3 separate regions of the Mus musculus genome follow, and all the other regions are linked to region 1. The links are chromatin contacts, called in public Hi-C and HiChIP or PLAC-seq maps. All regions are on one chromosome and are shown on one strand. Each heading gives the region's core, a stretch centred on a gene start, on an enhancer-like site or on the middle of the called end of the contact. The rest is flanking DNA. Distances are from core to core; before and after follow the strand shown. Region 1 has its middle 49 kb from the start of Gm32007. Region 2 overlaps Chchd3 (coiled-coil-helix-coiled-coil-helix domain containing 3). Region 3 overlaps Chchd3 (coiled-coil-helix-coiled-coil-helix domain containing 3).

What was found. A called contact is a pair of places that touch in the nucleus more often than the background predicts. HiChIP or PLAC-seq counts read pairs in DNA pulled down with a chosen protein or histone mark.
Region 2: a contact with region 1 is called in a FOXA1 HiChIP or PLAC-seq map of pancreatic cancer cells. The contact joins two enhancer-like sites. A contact is called at or near these places in 1 of 15 datasets of contacts at CTCF or cohesin (the NIH/3T3 cell line), 1 of 484 Hi-C or Micro-C datasets (the N1E-115 cell line) and 1 of 115 datasets of contacts at active chromatin or transcription factors (pancreatic cancer cells).
Region 3: a contact with region 1 is called in a Hi-C map of the N1E-115 cell line, with 2.0 times the contacts expected there. The contact joins two enhancer-like sites. A contact is called at or near these places in 1 of 15 datasets of contacts at CTCF or cohesin (the NIH/3T3 cell line) and 1 of 484 Hi-C or Micro-C datasets (the N1E-115 cell line).

The regions. Positions count from the first base shown.
Region 1 is chr6:32,705,252-32,707,939 of GRCm38.p6, forward strand. No RefSeq gene overlaps it. Among named protein-coding and RNA genes, the nearest start is that of Gm32007, 49 kb to the left of the region's middle. Within about 2 kb of position 1,305, at least 13 of the 459 cell types and tissues checked have an H3K27ac peak or open chromatin away from gene starts, as enhancers often do. A contact at or near this core is called in the N1E-115 cell line and pancreatic cancer cells, where this site is marked.
Region 2 is chr6:33,041,717-33,044,404 of GRCm38.p6, forward strand. All of the region lies in intron 2 of Chchd3 (coiled-coil-helix-coiled-coil-helix domain containing 3), which reads right to left. Among named protein-coding and RNA genes, the nearest start is that of Chchd3, 17 kb to the right of the region's middle. Within about 2 kb of position 1,370, at least 25 of the 459 cell types and tissues checked have an H3K27ac peak or open chromatin away from gene starts, as enhancers often do. A contact at or near this core is called in pancreatic cancer cells, where this site is marked.
Region 3 is chr6:32,988,892-32,991,579 of GRCm38.p6, forward strand. The region is part of intron 3 of Chchd3 (coiled-coil-helix-coiled-coil-helix domain containing 3); the gene reads right to left. Among named protein-coding and RNA genes, the nearest start is that of Chchd3, 70 kb to the right of the region's middle. Within about 2 kb of position 1,315, at least 28 of the 459 cell types and tissues checked have an H3K27ac peak or open chromatin away from gene starts, as enhancers often do. A contact at or near this core is called in the N1E-115 cell line, where this site is marked.

The DNA.
Region 1 (2,688 bases), core at 55-2,554:
TCTATTGGTGAAACAATAGATATATAGGTATATAGCCAAAATAAAGCCACTCTGGATAAGAGGGTACACTTTGGATCATGGAGACTGTACTCTTATGTAGATATATGTGTGAATATAAATACATGTATTGTGTGTGTGTGTGTGTGTGTGTGTGTTTCACATTTTAGTTAAAAAGTTGGCAAGAAACACTTGCAGTATTTGTTCCTGGGTGGTGGCAAATAATATTTTTATTTTTGTGTGCTTTTTTTTTGTCTTGTTCAATCTTTCTCAGAAAAAGATACTGTGATGCAACATGCAAATGTGTTGTTCTCTTTTTAAAAGGGAAAGCTCAAACCTCTCTGAAAGAATTCATCGCTGACCTAAACACTGACCGTTAATCACCAGGGCCCTCAGCAGCGCTGGACTGACTTGGCTGATGGCTGCCTGCTCTATCATCACCCAGGAAATCCAGACAGTGGAGATGGAGCGCAGACAGACCAGGTGAAACTGAAAGGCCAACTTACAAATCAGACACGCTTTCATCCCTGGCACAGAGCTGCGTGGGGGATGGGAGAGGAGCCCTGGGAGCCCTGCCGTGTGCAGTGTGTATATGGTGATATAGTCATGGTGACTTGAGCATGGAAAGAGAGCTCTGGAAGGACTTGGTAAGTGTTCAGCCTTTACAGAACTACAGCATGTACACCAACACACTGGTGGGAGATAAAGCACACTTGACCCAAGTTAACCAGTTCCCTCTCTTCGTTTACACATAGGAGTTTAGCATTCCCACACTAACCCTGGCCATCAGACCCACAACTCCCAGAACCTGGACTGCCTGTCTTGCTGTGATTGCTTCCCTCTCCTAACCCCTCACCCCATCTCTAACCCCATCTCCTAACCCCACCCAACGGCTAGCATAATTCAGTAAGTAAACCCAACCAACATCCTACCTCAGATAAAAGTTGCTGTTGTCTGAGTGTTAACAAGTCAGAGCACCAAGTTTTTATTGCTACCTTTCCAGCTCCCCCCACCCCTGCCCCCGACCTTTGGGCAGTCAGCTATTTACTTTGTGATTCAATTTCCCCAAAAGAGAAAGAGTTTATTTCAAGAGAAAAACCAAGAAGAGAAACACATCACCTATTAGGAATGTATATCTATCAATTCTACTAAGATTACATTTTTTTCCTTGGGATAAGGAAATAAATGGAGTACATAAATTATTCCTGCTCTCAGCCCCTCCCACCACACATCTAAGGGGTCAGACAGGCAGGTCCATGGGGCACTAAGATGACTAAGGCAGTGGGGGGCTGGGGTGATCCTGGAGTTGGGTGTGGCTCTTTCTACTTATCTTCAATGGCTTCTCCCTAGGGACATTGTGGTCTTAATGGAGGCTGCATTAGCTGAGCTGGTGATTCAATTAGTTCTAAATGCTCCTGGACTGAGAAGGAGGGATGGGAAGGTGGGGATTTGCTGACTCCTATTTGCCGGAAAGGGTTTCCCAAGACAATGGAGATGCAATTTGAATTCCCAAGCCCCCCACTCCTTTCTCCATTCAGGAGCCCCTGGGTCATCAACCCAAATGAGATCATGCTTGTGAAAGTACTTTGTAAAGTATTTTCATTACTCATCCCCTCTTAGGAGAAGGGCCCGCTGCCTTCTCTGGCCATCCTTTTGTATACAGATGAGGGGCTTCCCTGGGACAGAAGGACCAGGATGTTTTGAGGAGTGAAGGCCCAATTCCCAACTTTGAGGAATCCTGAACCATCGGAAATGTTGCTCCTCTGCATGGTAAGGGCAGGGACTCTTGTTTCCTACAGGAGCCTTATGTGGAGCCTCAGTTCCTAGCAAGTGCTGCTTGATAGCTAACAAGAAGGGTCAGGTAAAGGAATGTGGGACAGAGGGGAGAGCCAAAGAGGCCAAATGGTACAGAGATGAGGCTGCACATCCTTTAACTTTGTAGGAGAAAGTTGAATTGTCCTAGGGTCTGGAAATCACCCTGGAAGCTACCAGAGTTTTTTTGGTTTGGGGGTGTGGGGTTTTTTGTTTTGTTTTGTTTTCTTGCGGGAGTGGGGGGCAGCTTTAATCTACACCTTTGATCCCACCCCCTGCTGTGTAAAATGAGGAGTTAGCTTAGAAAGTGCCCCCAGGTCCAAGTTTAGCTGAATCTTAAAACTACCTGAGTTCTGAAATCATCACACCTCAGACACACACAGATTCGAATTTCATTGTTCTGGCTGTGCAGCCTGGATGTGAGTGGTTTTCATAGCAAACAAGTTCTCAAGATAAAAAAGATCCCATGCCTGGAAGACTGTTCAGTATACTGATTAAGAAAGTGCTTGCTGTGTAAGCATGAAGACCTGACTTCAGATCCCAAACACATTAAGAGCTGGTCATGTGACTCCAGAACTGTGGAGGGAGAATGGGGGATAGGCAGATCTGATCATGTGGCATTGCTAGCCAGACTAGCTAGTCTCATTTTACACACACACACACACACACACAACACACACACACACACACACACACACACACACAAAAACACTATTTTTGTGGTGTAAACCTGCCATGGCATATTTCAAGAAATGACTATCTGATGACCCCCACCCACTGAGCCCTAGTATTCTAATGTAATCCTTTTCTCTCATAAGTTCATTACCTGGGGTAGAGGTGGTCACATCTGTAAGATACATTAAAAAGATACATTTACCT
Region 2 (2,688 bases), core at 120-2,619, 340 kb after region 1:
AGATGGCAATGACAGCGGAGCAGGCCTAGAGCAAGAGCAGCACTACTGCCAGTGTGATAAAGCTGGGAAGTGCCACCACCACCCTGAGTGCAGTCTGGCTTCAAGAGACCATGTACTTCAGTACCCCACACACACACACACACACACACACACACACACACACAGAGGCCAACATGCTCCTTCACCTTCCACCTTTACAGTAACCAAAGTGTTATCAATGTTACCTGCAACCAAGTAATTTCAGGCTCCAACCATTGGCTGCCAGCTAATTAGAGCACATAATCAACTATCCACTCACTCAAGGGAACCAGGAAATTGTCTCAAGTATGCTCCCAAGGCCTTGCAAGATCCTCCAGTACTGTGACAGCTGTCACCAAAGTGTCGAGTAGCCCTAGGGATAGAACAGGTTTAAAAGAAAACTTATAAACAGTTACTGTTGCACCCAAGCAGCAGGGACATGGCCTAATACAGAGCACTTCAGCGACAGCTGGACTGTCAGGGAGACAGGAAAGGGAACAGGGAGAAGGAAGATTCTGGGTCACATATCACCTTGTTTTTAAAATGTTTTTTAAAAGAAAAACATCACCAACAACAATAACCTATTATTTGGCTGACAGCTGGAAAGTGAATGGATTTATTTTGAATATTTCCACATACATTAGGAAAATGTACATTTGAAACTCCACTGGGCATTTATTCTAAGAGATCTGGGCCTTCCCAATGATGCCCTATAAAATCTGTCAAATTCCAAGAAATACTGTAAGATTGTTAATTAGGCATTTATTTTACAACTGGCATATAAAATTTGTCAGATAGCATTTCTATATATTGGTCTTTATTCTCCATACTCCAAAAGAATAGTTTATACAGACAATGTCTTGCATTTTATAAATCTCGACACAGAATTACAAATTCCTACTTTACAGTTTTTGCCTCTAATAATTTCTATGATTTATCCACAAACAGTTCTGAGAAAACACAACCCATTCTTATAATCACTGTAGACTTAGTATCCAAAATCTACTGTAACAAAAATAGGGTGTTCTCTTAAAATAGCTTCTTTTTCCTATAGTCCTTGAATGAGCAAGTAGCTGACAGAACTCCAGATACAGGAGTGTGGCTCCTGCCATTACTCCCGCTCAATCTTCACATCCAGGCACCCCATGCTGCTGCTGCTTCTCAGGAAGCCACTGGTCCCCATGCCACCTATAGGCACTTATACATGGTAAATTACACAGAGCTGGTCTCTAGGTAGAGACCACTTAAAATTTACTAAGAAGCAGCAGAGCCAACAGTTAATACACTAACAGGAAATCACCAGGCAGGGAACAACTGCAAAGTATGACTCAGAAACATTCCAGAAAGTACTAAGCTTTGCTCTGTGATTCCCTTCCCTATGGCACTCTAGCTATCGTGTGTGGGAACCCTCTTGCACTGTCTTCAGACTGTCCTGAATATATAAATGTCCTAGCCAGGGATTGGCTGCTACATTAAAAGGCTTACATCTTACTTGTATGTTCAGATAAATTGGTTTTAAGCTTTTGCTGGTTTCTTAGAAGAAAATGCAAAGCCAAGAGTAATGAATCAGACAACACCAAGGTGAATGGGCCAGATGAGGAGATAAGGACTGAAGCAAGGATCATCATGACCCAGCCATACAGCTTTGTTATCAGGTCACCAGGTCCCAAGGCCCCAGGATTTACTATACTACATCTACAAAGAGCATAAAACAGACCCTTTCCCATGTGGTTTCCAACCCACCCTTTCCTTATCCTGCCAAGAAACCACTTGTCTCTGTCACTGATCTACTGCTGGGAAAAAAAACGCCACAACTGAGGCAACTTGCATAAGAAAGCATTTCAGTGGGGTTTGCTTACAGTTTCAGAGGGTTAGCACACAACCAAGCAGCACTGCAGCACGCACGCAAGCATGGAGCTGGGGCAGCAGCTGAGAGCTCATATCTACCCACAAGTAGCAGGCAGTGAATGAGCGAGACTTGGCTGGGCTTGGTTTTTTGAAACCTCAATGCCCATCCCCAGTGACACAGCTCCGCCTACAAAGCCACACCTCCTAATCTTTCTAAACTGTTCCACAACTAAGGACTAAGCACTCAAACACATGAGCCTATGGGGACCATGTTCATTCAAACCACTCCATTATAAACTCGTCTTACTTCACCTGCTCAAAACTCATCTGTTAAAACCCGTAGTGCCACACAGTTAAAGCCCTCACGGCTTCACACAGTTGAGGACATTTCTATTCTTTTTCTTCTTCCTTACAGTGCCAAATAAGGACCAAAAAAAAAGCCTTTTTTTTTTCACTTAACAGGAAAATGATCTTATTTTACACAATGGTAGAATATACATATTCTTGCCACCCTGATTTCTTTGTTAAATATAAAAATATCAATGAAAAGAATCACTTTAATTTTAACCATAAGAACCATTTAATAAATAAAAAAGCTTTATTATTAACATCTGGAAGTTCATGAAGAAGGAAGCAACTAATGAGATGTCCTAATCTTGTACCTTAGAATTAGATGGAACTCTTCAGTAGTTGCCAGGACCACACTGGACGAAATGAAACTCCTTATCTTCTCCAGCCTATCCCTACTGGTTAGGCCCCAAACCTCATCAGAATCAATCTGCTCTATCACTGACTCTACAGGGGGTACCTGCCATATTACGA
Region 3 (2,688 bases), core at 65-2,564, 280 kb after region 1:
GGAAAAGGAGAAGGAAAGATTTTAAAAACCATAGGACCAGAGCATCTGCAGCAAGATCGTATCTTCTACATGAGAAAAGGAAGCTGCCCCTGTGAAACCCCAACAATATGGCTGCCTAGAAAAGGCCTGAACAATGAGCACACCAGTTGACAGGACAATATGATGCAGGAAAGCTCACAAGGCTCCACGCACCCCGACTCCCACCCCACCCCCACCCCCAGAGAAAGACTTACAGGCAATGACTGCTGAGAGAAGGAAAATCAGTCTTCCCAGTAACAAGCTCCTACACACAGAGAGACAGACAGACAGACAGACAGACACAGACAGAGAGAGAGACAGAGAGAGAGAGAGAGAGAGAGAGAGAGAGAGAGAGAGAGAGAGAACTAAAGGAAAATGGGCCATGAAGAAGACACTGGAGATATTAAAGGGGGAGAAATAATGTAAGTACGGTACTCAGATACGAAATTCTCAAAACAATAAAAACAGAAAAATAATAAATATGTAGCTTCAGACAGCATTTTGTTCACCAGAAATCTCTGTAGAGCCCCCTATTTAGCTTGCTCTTTGATGGACTCAACCCTTGCATCCTATTTACCTTATGCACATAAAAAATGGTAGTGACGATGCAGGCAGGGACTCATGAAGCTCAAACTAGCTTCCAGCTCACTATGTAGTAGAGGAAAATCCTGAGCTACTTACTAATCCTCTGCCTCTACCTCTTAAGTGCTAGGATTTCATCCTCAAGCTTAATTATTTGTGTGCTCTGCAGTACTGTCTTCATCTCAGAACCTACACCAGCAGAGTGGGCAAGTTCTGCTACCCACCTCTATCTCCTTTAGAAAACCATATAGTAAACTGCCAGACACACTGGCAGTGCCTCTCCATACAGCAGCACACTGCAGCAGCACAGATCCTGAGACCTGCAGAGGCTAGACAACCTGCTGAAAATCATTTTCCGAGCAAGCAAAGCCAAGAATGGAAATGCACGATAATCAACAATTTAGCACCAACACCAAATTTAAAGTTTTTTGGATAAATAGGAATAACTGTCCAACGAAAGGCTAAGTTAAGTTTTAATGAGTTATAAATGATGCTAAGGAAAAAAAAAAAGAGCCACATCTTACTTCTCCTATTGGTACTTTTAGAATTAGAAATGGGTGCAGCTAAGGACAAAGGAAATCAACTAGCGTCACTGAGCTTGCAGAACAGGCATTCCATCCACAGAAACCTCCACAGCCCTGAGGAACTGAGGGCAGACGCAGAGTAAATACACAAGCTGTACAGCTAGGAGACGGTTCTCCGAATGAACGATCAGGGAAAGCCGGCACAGCCGACCTTTAATACAACCTTGAAGAGAACCTCTAGCTGAGCATTACTATCCTGCTCACTCCCTCACGCGGCAAGGAATCTGCTACATGATCTCACAATTAGTAACCCGTGCAAAGCTGGAGCCCCAGCCCCAGAAACACTGGACAGTCATATCCAAATGTTCTTCATTCAGAAAGAAAAGACTCGGTAACCATCAGCACTCTGCCTGTGAAAACAAGCTCTTCCCCTGAGGAAACCAAGGCAGCAGTGAGTCACCCACTCAAGATTTACAGGACTGACACACTGAGCTAGCACACAAAGCAGATCTCTCCAACACTAAGACCCTGGCTTTGGCTCCGAGCTTCCTTTCCCCAATTTTGGTGAATCTGATAAGATTGTAATTGTAGAAATCCATGATAATTTGGCTTTCCCAGTGCCAAAACTAATCTCATTTGTAGAGCATACAATGAGCAAAGAGTGTTCTCCATAGACAGACAAATGGAAGAAAGCTAGACACCACCAAAACCCACTCCCTTAAAACATCCCAACATGCTGCTTCAACTCTGCTCAACGTCTAACTCATCTCTACTTGACTTAATAGAATTAACCCAGAATGGGGGCGTAATTTACATAGACACGTTTACCAATTCTTTTTCCTTTCAAGCTACAGAACCCTTTACTGTCACACAGCAATGGCTGCCTCCTGTAGCCTCCTCATGTACATTCCCTTCAGCAGCCAGTGCTGCAGTGACATTACCTCTCCACTCCTCTAAGTAGGGGCTGAGCAAGAATAAAGATGAGCAAGGGTACACTCATGAGTCTCCAGGATGAAATGAAATGCCCATGCTACTGAAAAGGAGGCAGGCCTGTGAGCTGCCAGGAGGTGCAGTATTTTGGCAAGGAAATGGGGTAGAGCAAGACCAATGAGGTCAACCTGAATATCTCACCTAAAACTAAATGCAACAAGAAAGTTAAGATATACGGGTATGTATGTAAGTTAAATATATCATTATGATTTACCCAGAGTAAGCTAAATGTTTCTGACACTGTGCAGGCCAATTTGCAAAAGACTCCCATTAGGGGAAGGACTGCAGGAAAGGAGGGAGGGGAAACTGTAGTCAGGATGTAAATAAAAAAATAAATTAATTAGTTTTAAAAAATATTCCCACTAATCTTTTTTAATTATTTATTTTGTTTTTTTTTTTGAGATTATAACTATACTATTTCCCTCTTCCCTTTCTGCCCTCCAAACCCTCCCATACATATACCTCCTTGTACTCTTTCAAACTCAAGGCCTCTTTCTGTTTTTCATTAATCTATGAATGTCAAGAGCTATACTCATAACGTCTCCCCAACAGGACTGCCTAAACATAAGACGAG